3 separate regions of the Mus musculus genome follow, and all the other regions are linked to region 2. Evidence: chromatin contacts called from public HiChIP or PLAC-seq and Micro-C data. All regions are on one chromosome and are shown on one strand. The core of a region is the stretch at or near the end of the contact, and the rest is flanking DNA. Distances in the headings are between cores, read along the strand shown.

Region 1 (4,194 bases), core at 457-2,956, 350 kb before region 2:
TAAGCAGTGTGATGAAGCCATGCCACCCCCATCCATCCTGCTAAGGACACAAACCTCTCTGTCCAGTGTATCTGAACTGTATATGCTACCCTCCCGCTAGCCCTGTTGGTACCCATCCTGGTTGTCTCACCAATGTTGTAGGGCTTACATTCAAGCTACTCTTCTTTGACTTAATCACAGCACCAGACCACAAAAAGCAGTGATGCAGATAATTGAATCTTGTCATAGAGAAGTTATACATTAAAAAAAAAAACAAAAACAAAAGCAAAGGTTCTTGACTTAATGAGAAAAAAGTTGTATGGATGATGTTGCTAAGACTTAACAGAAGAAAGACAAATCTGCCATCCACAGCATTGTGAAGAAATAGAAGTTTACACTGATATGGTCATAACACCTTCAACTGCAAAAGTTACAGCCACAGTGCGTGCCCCAGGAGAAGAAAGAGCCACATGGGCACATGTTCTAAAAGCAGGCCACTCACGCCTGTGTATTTCACATCTTCTCTGTCCTACTTTAATGTTTCGTGAGCATTTTAATGTCAGATGTATTTCCAAGACTTACAATCCTATTTTAGAACAGCCCATAATATATTGTTTGCATTCATTTGTTCATTGAGGAAATATCACTGTTTCTACCCCTACACCAGACACCATTCAAAGCAGGAAGGCACAGAAAGAGAAGGGGCTTCCTGGCCATTCTTTTCAGGGGTGGGGTAGGGTTGAGGAGGGGATGACCATAAGCAAACAGATGAATATATGAGAGGCTGAGGGATGGCGAAAGCAGTGAGAACAGCTGTTCTAGCCTGGTGTTTGTTGCTATGACAAACACCATGACCACTAGCAACTTAAGAGGAGGAAAGGGTTTGTTTCAGCTTACAGGTCTTGGTCCATCCTAAAATAAAAGTCAGAGTAGGAGCTCAAACCAGAAAGTGAAGGCAGAAACCATGGAGGACACTGATTGCTGGCACTGGTTAATATGAAATATCTGCTTTTCTGTTTGCAAAGGGATCACTACCCTGATAGGGGAGTTAACCACTTGAGACCAATGTTCCTGGGGGTCAGCCAACTCTTAGGCTGACTTGATAAGGCTTGTTTTGTCATCGACTAAACTCCAGCATTAATGACTGCAGAGTTCAAAGTGCAAAAGGCAAAGGTCCACAGGAGTTCCTGCCTAAGAGCACAGGCCCACTTCTGCCTGCTTTGCCCCATTGGGCTTTCCCACAGTTCTTCAGTGAATGGCTCTAATGGGCAAATGGATACTTATAACACCATAACTGAAAGGCGGGGCCTTTTGGCCATTTGAGAATTAGCATCTCTAGGACATGTCTGTCTATGTGCACTGTCCAGAGAATGACTTTCCCTTGAGTCAATCTCCAGCTCCAACATGGCAGCCTTGGTCACCGGGGAACCAGTGCTGTCTTTTGAGACCTCATGCTGCTGAACTCGGGGAGAGAACACTTGTTGAAGTTTTCAGGCATTCGCAGCTTTGAAGCAGTCCTTATGGTTTGCTTTTACCGTGCCAATAAATAGGTTTATTTTATTTTTAATTATGTGTGTCTCTGCAGGGTATGAGCCCTTGCATGCAGTGCCCATGGAGGCCACAAGAGGGCACAAGAACTCTTCGAATTGGAGCTACATGGGGTGAATATTCAACTGAAATGGAAACTGAAATCAGACTTGGGTCCTCTGGAAGAGAAACCGACACTCTTAATCACTCTCTAGTTTCAGCCAATAAAATTTCTCAAAAAGGTAGCATATCTGGACAGTCAAATAAATGATTAGCTAGCTGTTTCATCATTTCTCCAATCTGGCTCCAAATGTTAACTGAATCACTCTAGCCATCTTCTGTCCTCCCAGCCACTTCATCCTCACCCCAGATAATACCAATGGCGGCCCCCAAATTCACTTGTGCTATGCTATAAACACTCAGCATTGACTCTGAGGGGAGGAAGACTGGGTTGTTTGTTTGTTTGTTTGTTTTGCTCTCTCTCACACTCCAAGGTCTGCGGTCTTGACCTAGAAGACCCTTTGCCTTTCTCATCCAGACCAGAGTGGATATCCTAAAAAATGCTTTCCTCTGCCCTTCCTTGGGATGAGTGTGCAAACCCTACAGCCGGGAATGGCTTAAAGCACTTACCCTGCTGCAGGCCCCGGGAACTATGCTGGCCACTCAGAAGGCACCTTCCAAATGCTAGCACCACACGCAATGCTCCTTCACTTCTCCCTTGAAACCTGTGGCTGAGGCAGCAGGGGCTCACTGACTTTCGGGAGGGTTGACGCTACTGTCTTAGAGGTCCTCATCGACTCGTGGGGCGGGTCGGAAGGGCACCACAGCCTGCAGGCATTTGGCACGGTCTTCCTTGACAGTGAACAGGTCACCCTCATCAGGGTTTATCCAAGCATCAAAATTGTGAGTTCTGCACTAGAGTTTATAGCTCCCATGATCCTCTTTGGCTCCAGGCCCCTAGCAGGATTTTCTACCTTTTCTTTCTTCTGCTGTTCACTCTCCTCTCCCCATCTGCTGAGGGCTCAGCCAAGAGTTGCACCGGATTCTCTCTAGCTGCGTGTCGTTCTTTTGAGAAACCTTCCCACTTTAGGAGACCCAGGAAATTTTCCCACCATGCATCTCTCTCTTCATCTTCTTCTGTTTTCTCCTCCCGTGGTGCTAGCCAGCTTTCCTGGTGTAAAGAATGAGAGCACCCCGTAGTCTGCAGGGCATCACTGGCACTACCAGCCATCACGTGCCCATCCAGGTGATGCGTAGATCTTCTCACACGCCTAGCATGCCTGGCAGCGCATGCTTCTCTCTCATCGCGTGCTTCCCAGCATGGGATTTGCTCTGTGACACTTTGGGGTTGAATAGTGAACTAGCTTTTGCACATGTGTGTCTCTTTCTTAAGTCGAAGCCTCTCGTATTCTGGGCTAGCCTGTGAACTTGCTGTGTAGCAGAGGATGGCCTTGAACTCCTGATCCTTCTTCTGCCTCTGCCTTCTAAGTAGTAGAAGTACAGGAGTGCTTCCACTGGTGTGCAACACATGGATTGTGCTGTGCTTGGGGTCCCATCTGGGGCTTCATGTAGTAGTGTGTGGACTGATCTGGAACCCCCTATTTTAACCTACATTGTCCATTACCCGAATGCCTTCATGCTCCTTGATTCTCTTGTGAATCTCCTGTTCTTGCTTTTCACGTGTGTCTGCCTGCTCTCATTGTTCATGTGTTTGTCTGCTTGCCTGCCTGTCAATGCTGATTCACAAGAATTTAGGCACCAAGAACAGAAGCTGTGTTTACAAGGACACACAGAAGCTCACACCAAACCGATTGTGTTCTTTTCAGTATTTCCTTTGATGATTAATGAAAATAAAACCCAATGTCAGAAAAAGGCAAAGTAGGATACTGCAGGGCTGGTTAGCACTGGAAAGCTAAAAACGCTAATTCTTAACACTAGACACACAAAGGCGTGAAACAGGACAAACACACGGGACAGACATACTGACAAATGCAGCAGTAGCTGGCAGGTGGTTGACTAGATCAAAGGTCTAGTAAGACAGGAAGAAAAAGCAATCTTTTTAATAAACTAGAATAACCGTGTGCCGGAGGCAACTGTGTAACTCAGCAACTCTGAAGAGTGTTATCCTTTGATGAAAGACTCCAGGGGCCACACTGTGACTCACACCATTATTTTTGCCTTCATGGACTCCCCTCTTACAATAAAAAAAGGGGGTAAGATGCAAAAATGATAGTGTTATGGCTTTATAAAGACTTAATCAATCTAGGCTGTACCAAATCCGTTTTTATTTCAACTTTAAAATTTAAAATGTACTGAGGCTAGAGAGATGGGTCAGTGGTTAAGAGGCACTGCTCTTGAAGAGGATCCAGTTCTGTCCCCATCACCCACACTGGGCTGTCTCAGTCACAAGCACTTGTAACTCCAGTTCCGGGGGACCTCATGCCTCTGGCCTCCACAGGTCAGGTGCATAGACGCACAGAGAGACACACATATTCACATAATTAAAACTAGAAATATGAACATCTTGAAACTTGAAACATTCCCGCGATCCTTTAAAGCATCCGTGAGGGAGAAGCCCTTGGCGTGTGGAAAGCAGCCCTGGCTGCTGAGGTGACAATGACGCCGTCAGTCATGCAGCTCCATTGGGGGTTGCTTCCACGGAAGAGATCCCCTGGCCCAAGAGGATGG
Region 2 (3,821 bases), core at 1,112-3,611:
CTACCAGGGATTACAAAGTGGCAGGGCCACAGTCCCTACAACAAAGAGTTAGATAAACATGGCTGCCATGGAAAGGAGCAGAATGGGGTTGCATCAGTATCAGCTGCTTGTCTAGAGATAACACCATGGAGGAAGAGGTGCCAGAGATGCCCGAAAGGACCAAAGAGAAACTGGCCAGCTAAGCAGCCTGAAGCCTCTACTCACCAGAACAAGGCAAATACGTCCAGGACGAACACACAGAGAACCCATGGCCAAAACCAAAGAAAAAGCCAAGGGCAGCACTGAGAGGCTAAGCTATTGAAAGAACCAGAAGGTCTGGAGAGCCCAAGTGAGCAGGAAGGCGCCTACAGTGGCAAGGCCACAAGAGCAACAGCTCTACAAACCACTTATAGACCACAGGTACAGCAAGAAAAAGCCTGATGATTTACTAGAGCAGGGTGCACACTGCTCTCCAGAGTGGCTGTGGCCTTTCTCAGACACCCAGCATGGGATTTAAAGCTTTAGTGGCTCAGAAAAATCCCTGTGCATCTGTGTCTTCACTGTGCAAACCTGAGTAATAACCAAGAAGACGAAGGAAGCAAACTAAGCCAGAGAAGTCAGGCTCCAGGCCCCACTGTAAAGCAGAGCCAGCAAACAGGACCAGGCCACAAAGCCTGCAAGGTCTCAAAGAACATGGCAGAGCCTACCTGTGAATGAGGCCCCCTGCTGCCTGCCCAAACTGATCCATCTGGGTAGCTTCCTCCTCAGACAGGATCTCAGGGTGCAGGGAAAAGGAGGGTGGGCGGGACAGCTCACACTTCTGTTTGTCTTCCCAAGACTTCAGGGTGTTTTCAAAGGCCTGAGACATTAGAACACAGAGTCAGACTTCTTCCTGTGCCCTCTAGAGGGCGAGCACACCATCTGCCCACAGCAAGGTAAAAGCTATGTATGTTAGTTTAACTTTGTGCCTTTTAGAACATGTCTCACTATATAACCTTAACTGGTCTCCTGCCTCTAGATTATTGAGACTACAGGGCACACCACTATGTCAGCTAATCTCTGTATGGTGAAGAGAAATCCAAGAACAAAGATGAAACCCTTTTGCCTCTTTTATGAATGTACAGGTGAGCCCATGAGTAAGCCACTGGTAACCCAGACCCCACCAGGCCTCGATGGCAATTGCTCTTACCCTGTCTCTGGTCAATGTCTGCGCCCTGTTCTTGTGCACGATCCGAATGTACCCAGGTGGCTGGATCCAGGCTTCCCCATCCACCTGCACAGGCACGCCTTCATCCCCCAGGATGGAGATCTTCACTGTGCGACACTTAAACAGATGCCAGACTGTTATTCCCGTGCCAGGAGATTTAAAGCACCCACAGGCCTTGCTGCTCTGAGTGTCTGCACTCCCACTCCTTACCCACAGCCATTTACTTGGCCTCCTTTTCTAGCCTCTGCTCTGTTGCCCCCTCTGCCCCTACTGTTCCCTCCCCACACATCTGGGATAGGTATAACCAGAAGATCTTGGGTACAGATACGGATATCAGGCTAAAGGGGTCAAAGAGTCATGGTCCTTGCCAGATGTAAACATCCCTGGGCAGAGCAAAATCTAACATCAGATGATAAAGCTTCTGCAACTCTTTACAAAAATGTGCACAAAAACAAAAAGGTAAACTTTAAACAGCTGAGTGTTGGGGACCAAGAGAATGCAGGAAGACCCAACAGATCTTATCAGCACTGCACTGTATGTACAGTTACTCCTTCCCTGCACCCCCAAAGTGGGTGGACCTGTACCAGCTCTTCAGTGCTGTCAGAATTAAAGCCAAGAGCCCTGACCTAACTGCCCTCTCTAGCTAACCTCAGAGCTGTCTGTCAAGCCCCGGTGGGCTTAGTCATCGCCACAGACAGATCCATGTCCAAGGTGCACTGCTTCTTGCAGCAGACCAGGCTCATCTGGGCCTTTTCTACCTCAGCAAGACTCAGAGCACTCAGTGGGAGAGGGAGGCAGAGTGGGGCTGCCTCTAAGGTCCTAGTTAGGCATCTCTCTTGGGTCTCTACTGTGAGCAAATCCAAGCATCCTAGGCCAAACCCTGCCTCTCCAAACAGGGATGAGTCCTAGAAGGGGGTGGGCTAGACCTATCGAACAGCATGGCCAGTACCTGGGCAATCCGATGATGCTGTAGCTTAATTACACGAGACACAGCCATCTGCATGCTGCCGAACACAGCAACCACCTCCAGAATCTTATCATCGAATGATGGAGCTGCAAAAGTCTGAAAGGGCCAGCATGAAAGCTGTCTGCCTCACTTCCCCAAACGCGTCTCCCTCTTGCTCTGCTTCCTGTTCTGGGGGTTCTGGTGAGACAGACAAGCCCACACCCACACATGGTACAGTGATGGTGGTAAATGAAGTGCAGGGTTGGGTATCTGTTACCCAGAAGCCCAATGCCTGAGACTAGCCCTCAAACGTGCTATTTATTAGACATGAGCCCTCAGGCAAGTTAGTCATGTCCTCCGTCCTTCAGAGGGAGATGACACTGCTTGCTCCTTAGGAGGGGGAGGTATATAAAATGAACGTGCAAACAGGTTCCAGGTACTTAGAACAGTGGCCTACAAATAAGTCTGCAGTAAGTGCCAAGCTGGCTTTTTAATTACATGCAAACCTTGGTTAAAGCCCGTCAATATCTTCCTATGTTCTTGACATAAACTCCAGACTCCTGCCTTTGGCTTCTACTGCCTCATACAATGCAGGCCCTACAGGCATCTCCCTCCTCCATGCACATATTCCACACTGCACTTGGGGAACTGTTCTCTATATACTTTGCCCCTTCTTGCTTCTGAGCTTCCACATCTCCTTTCTTCTGCCAAAACAGGATACTCTCCATCTAGTGCCTGCCAATTCGGACAATTTAAGTTCTCCTTCAAGTCTCAGCTGCTTCTCACTTGATCTTGTGCTAGACCTGCCTTCTAGACACCAGGCCGATTGGTGAGGGAACCTGTCTATCTGGTCCTCCACCATGCCCACTGTTAGGACCAAGGAGATATCCCATCTAGTCATGCCTCACTGACCTTGCTAAGCCCAGCCCACCCACCTCAAACCCCATACGTACATCATCTTCCTTGGTGCCCCCCCAGAAGTTGGTCCCTCCAGCATAGCTGGGAATGTTGAGGACAGCAATTCCTTGAAGACTCGGGAGGGGAATAGGGCGGCCATCACACTGCGCCGCAGAAAGGCAGATGGAGAGAAAAGAGCAGTACTCAGTATGTGCCAGTTCTTCCTAGCACCAATTTAATATGCTGGGCCTGTGGCAAGGCAAGGCTCCTCAGGGACGATCAGGCAAGGCTCAGTAGAACTCATCTCTAACCAAGGTTGGGAGGTCACCCACCAGGCCAGGAGGCTACCACTCACCTCCAGCAGGACCTTTTGTTCCAGGTTCCTGTAGGTTCTGTGCAGCAGCTCTTTGGTGCCAAGGACACCATACCACATCATGTTCTTAGTCCTACTCCTAGAAACAGAAGTGCCACCTTGGACAGGGCTCTCTTACAATAACCTGAGTTACTGTTATGAAGCCTGGGGACTTGTGCGACCTCAAAAGGCAGCCTGGTTTCTAATTGAGCTAGATTTAAACCCCAGATACCCAGCAAGGGACAGAAGTCGCTTGTCTGCCACACTTCTAGACACCAGGGTCCTGATATGAGGCCTTAGCTCTCCATAATTATGTGACCATCAACCTGACCCATAGATCACATAGCCTCAAGACAGAGCTCCATTTAAATGAGGTACCTAAAGGCCTGAGGGGCTTAGCCAATCAAGCTCTCCTTCCCAGATACTCCTCCCTGCAAAAG
Region 3 (3,985 bases), core at 250-2,749, 330 kb after region 2:
GCTTCTCAGTTCCATTTGCATTTCTGCTTCTGGACGAGATCCTCAGGGTGGTCTTTACAAGTCCTACACCAGGCTTTGGACCACATCCTTAAGGTGGTCTTTGCAAGTCCTAGCATCAGGCTTCAGCAGACACAGGTTTCCTTCAAGCTTGCAAAGTTCGTTGCAACTGGTCTTAGAGCACTTGGCTGGCTTCCTGGGAACAGGCTTGCCTTGAGGATGGAACGATGGTAGCCTCAGTTCATCCTATCTCTCCTCCGTATCTCTGAAAACTCTATTGCAGCAGTTCAGATCAGACATGGAATCATACACAGGACCAGGGCCAGAGTCTGAAGGCCAGCCTTGTAACATTTGGCCCATCTGAATCACACTGTATCTCAGGAAAGTGGGGAAGACATCTCTGCTGAAGGGTGAGAGGCAGTGAAGCATGGCTGGCCTGGGGGGTTGTTTAGGATAAGATAGAAATCCTGTGTGACTCAGATGATCAGTGCCCGGAGGGCAGTGCCTTGGCCAGCACAGGATTGGGTAGACTCCTGGCACCCAATGGTGCCACAGAATGCTGGCACAGGGTGTAGCCAGCATCACTAAGAATCACCTCTGGTTAACAACCTTGCTTTGAAGGAGGATAGCATCTTACAAGTACACAGCTTACCCGCAGCTTCTACAACCCTAGGTTAGGGCCTGAGCCTTGCAGTTTCCACCGCCAGGGGGCGCCTTGACCTCTGGCCTCCCCAAGCCTGAACAACATTCAGGTGTCAATCAAGACCAGCTCGTCCCTTTTCAAATAAAGCCAGCAACAGGAACAGACTCCATTTCCCAAGAGGACAAAGAACTCATGATGTCTTGATCCGTGCTTCATGGCATAGTTGAAAACGGGAAACCTGGCTGTGACAGAAAACCAGGCAGTGACAAGATATGGGTGGGATCAAGTGGGTAGGAAGAATTGAGTAAGAACTTGAGCCAGTGTCGCCAGGACTCTTAGGGACAGGGCATAATAGTAATGATACAGTAGTAAATGAAAGAGACAAAAGACAAAAAAAACAAAAAAACAAAAACCTCAAGAACCAAAAAACCACACACAAAACCAACCAACCAACCAATAAAACAACAACAACAAACCAATTTGAAATAACCATCCCAGAAGAACGCTCTGAAGACGCTCAGTCTGGTGGCAGATTCCTAATTCATCTTTTTTTTTCCACCCTGGGACTCCATTCCCTGAGTCAAGCCCCAGACCAGAGGGTCAGCCCACCACAGTTGCCAGGCTACTTACTGCACTGTGCCATGCCTGGACCTCCTCCAACCTGTGTTCTGGTCTCCAGCACTTCCCAAGCGTGAATCACGACAGCCTCCCTTGGCAGGGCCCGCGGCCGCGCTTCCTAAACGCCTTTTCTGCCAACAGCTACCCGCTTTCTGTGGTGATTACGTGTCAGCTGCTCCCTGCTTCAGACTTTTTACCTCTTCCTCTATGCTTCCTCAGCCAGCAGCTATCTTCACTGATCTGCCAAAAACCCTCACTGTGGGTTCCAGAATCTTCTCCCCAGCCCCGTCTTCCTCCTATGCCACCCGCCCTACCCTCAGCCGACTTTGAGTTTCCGGGGTTACACCCTGGTTTAAAAAAAAATGTTTCTGAAATGGCTTTCCACTTTTGTGGGACCGGCTGCTGCCTCACCCTGGGCCATAAGCCTTTTCTGACACCTGCTGAATGCTGTCCATCTTCTTTGCCCCACCTCCTGAGCCTCTACAATAAGCCACGCCTCTAGAGCGCTTGCCCCGCTACAGGCTCCTCTTCCCACTTAACCACCACACTGTCACGTTGTGGGCACTTGTCTTAGATCACGCCCCACAACAGAATATCATGGACGGTGACTCCAACAACGCAACAACAGGTATTTATTTCTTGTCATTTAAAGGGTGGGCATCCACAATCAAGGTTCTGACATTGCTGCTTCTGCTGAGGGCTGTCTTCCTGACTGGCAGGCGGCTACCTTCCATACTTTCCTTTGAACCTACCACCTTTCTGACTTCGTTCGACTTTAGTTGCTACTTAAAAGCACCATCTCCAGAGACAGTCACTTTGGGAGTCACCACAATTCACCCCTTAACAATACCTGGACTGTAGCGATAGATTGCCTCTAGGTGCAAGCACTGCACTAACATTTATGTATGAGTTACCTCGTCCGGGCCACACAGATACTCCTCAAGGCAGACATAACCTCCAACTTCACGCCTGAGAAAGTGAGAACCAGAGAGATTAACCAACCTGCAAATTAGCAGCACACCAGAGCTCCTAGCTCATATCTGAGGATCTCAGAATGGGACTGTGTGCTGTAAGCCTTGAATTAGATAATCAGAACTTTACTGCTAGACTCTGCGATTCCTTTACTCAAAGGTTTCATTCTCCCAGAATCCTCTCCTGTCTGCAAACTCCCAAAGCTCCCCATAGCTCAGACTATTATATCCTGTGACTTCAATGACTTAGGAAACCACTACTGTCCCTCTTTGGTATTTCCTTCCCTTACAGGGACCAGACAGGAGTCCCCTTTACTCTATGCCTGAGTCTTGAATCTTTAGCCAGTTCTATTGATGGTAGCTATAATTGTAGAACACAGGCAAGCAAAATTATGGCCTCCAAATCCTGCTCCACTCCTCTGGCCAGTCCCCAGCCTCTGCTCCACCCCCACCTTCTCCCAGTCTTCACTTCTACACACCCAGTCTCCCTCACTCTTAATGTCCACAACCCCATTTGTGTTTCAGATCCTGGACATCCTCAGAGCCCCTTTCTGCCATCTCTGTCTGAAATATTCCAGCCAGACTCCCTGAACTCCAGAGAAACACAAAAAAACAGGCAGCCCCAGCCCTAGAATAACCCATGTTATGTGTCCAAACAATGTGGTAGCCAGGGACTTCTAGGCCTCCGCTGAGCACCAACCTCCTCCGTTCCCTATCTCCTGTATTCATGCTGCTCTACCCAGCTCACTTCCAGATTCATCAGACTTTAAAATTCTTCACCTCACTGCCCACAAAGAAGAGCAGATCTCCCAGACCACCCTCCTCTGCATCTGCCTTTATTCTCACACACTCTGCTCCTCCAAGGTCACCTTACTACCAAGTTGGGACTGGCTCTCAAATCTCTCATGGTCCTGGCTTTTCTCCTCTCCTCCCCACCCACTCATCCCCTTCATCTTGTGAGAGCAAGCGTGATGGTTCCTATCCTTAAAATCCCTCCCTGCCACAGGTTCTCAGCTTCGGCTATAAATATGAAAGGCTTCCAGCCAGACCAGCTCAATAAAAACCTGCAGGGCAGGCCCTGGGCTTCTCCCTGGGGTCAACAGCATACCTTCTTGCCTAGCCATCAACCCATCTCTTAGCTTAGCTGACACTTTGGGTCTAATTGTCCTCACTTGGCGACTGTTACAATGTAATCACTTCCTACCTGTACCTGCCTTACCCTCTCCTATGGTCTGACCAAAAACTTCTCCGCCTACCAGGCCACCTTGTAGCTCTCAACCCACTCTGTCACAGCCTAGCCAGAGACCCTGAAAGCTTCTTCATTCGATAAATCCTCTAGGCTCCCTCAGCGCTGCTTTCCTTTGTGACCAAGGTCTTCTCCATACTCTTGGGTGCTTGAGAGTGCTCCCCCCTTCTGCATTTTCTGTTGTCTAGTCTACACTCTCTGGGGATACCTTCTCTGACTAGAGCCTGCAAATCCAAGTTCCTAGCCAGACCTCATTCTAAGCTCCCACCCACACATCTCCCCAATGCCTGCCTTTGTGGATAATCCTGGAGGCACTTACACCCCACTCATGTGAATTCTCCCATCTACACTCCAAAACCTGTTCTTCCCCGGACACCACCTATCCAGATTTTTGCCACCAAGCTGGCTTCTTCCAAGTCGGAGGGTGACACCCCCCATTCCCACCTCTTCCTGCCACCCACATCCAATGAGCTTTATAATGTCTTAGGATTCACTTACTTCAGGTCCTGC

Evidence for each region. A called contact is a pair of places that touch in the nucleus more often than the background predicts. HiChIP or PLAC-seq counts read pairs in DNA pulled down with a chosen protein or histone mark.
Region 1: a Micro-C map of the G1E-ER4 cell line shows a contact between it and region 2. The contact joins two enhancer-like sites. A contact is called at or near these places in 2 of 39 promoter capture datasets (both in the C10 cell line), 1 of 15 datasets of contacts at CTCF or cohesin (the NIH/3T3 cell line), 6 of 484 Hi-C or Micro-C datasets (the Ba/F3 cell line, the G1E-ER4 cell line, the HL-1 cell line and 3 more), 8 of 115 datasets of contacts at active chromatin or transcription factors (the 230-238 cell line, CD8 T cells, bone marrow-derived dendritic cells and 4 more) and 2 of 9 other capture datasets (adipose tissue and pancreatic islet).
Region 3: an H3K27ac HiChIP or PLAC-seq map of regulatory T cells shows a contact between it and region 2, with 6 times the contacts expected there. The contact joins two enhancer-like sites. A contact is called at or near these places in 1 of 39 promoter capture datasets (pre-B cells), 2 of 484 Hi-C or Micro-C datasets (the G1E-ER4 cell line and embryonic stem cells), 1 of 115 datasets of contacts at active chromatin or transcription factors (regulatory T cells) and 2 of 9 other capture datasets (adipose tissue and liver).

The regions. Positions count from the first base shown.
Region 1 is chr1:88,285,178-88,289,371 of GRCm38.p6, reverse strand. No RefSeq gene overlaps it. Among named protein-coding and RNA genes, the nearest start is that of Hjurp, 9.7 kb to the right of the region's middle. Within about 2 kb of position 1,706, at least 19 of the 459 cell types and tissues checked have an H3K27ac peak or open chromatin away from gene starts, as enhancers often do. A contact at or near this core is called in the G1E-ER4 cell line, where this site is marked.
Region 2 is chr1:87,933,766-87,937,586 of GRCm38.p6, reverse strand. It overlaps Dgkd (diacylglycerol kinase, delta), which reads right to left. Exons shown (of 30, transcript NM_177646.3): 20 at 3,385-3,481; 21 at 3,086-3,193; 22 at 2,136-2,249; 23 at 1,169-1,303; 24 at 687-838. Among named protein-coding and RNA genes, the nearest start is that of Usp40, 73 kb to the left of the region's middle. Within about 2 kb of position 2,361, at least 63 of the 459 cell types and tissues checked have an H3K27ac peak or open chromatin away from gene starts, as enhancers often do. A contact at or near this core is called in the G1E-ER4 cell line and regulatory T cells, where this site is marked.
Region 3 is chr1:87,605,330-87,609,314 of GRCm38.p6, reverse strand. No RefSeq gene overlaps it. Among named protein-coding and RNA genes, the nearest start is that of Inpp5d, 13 kb to the left of the region's middle. Within about 2 kb of position 1,499, at least 121 of the 459 cell types and tissues checked have an H3K27ac peak or open chromatin away from gene starts, as enhancers often do. A contact at or near this core is called in regulatory T cells, where this site is marked.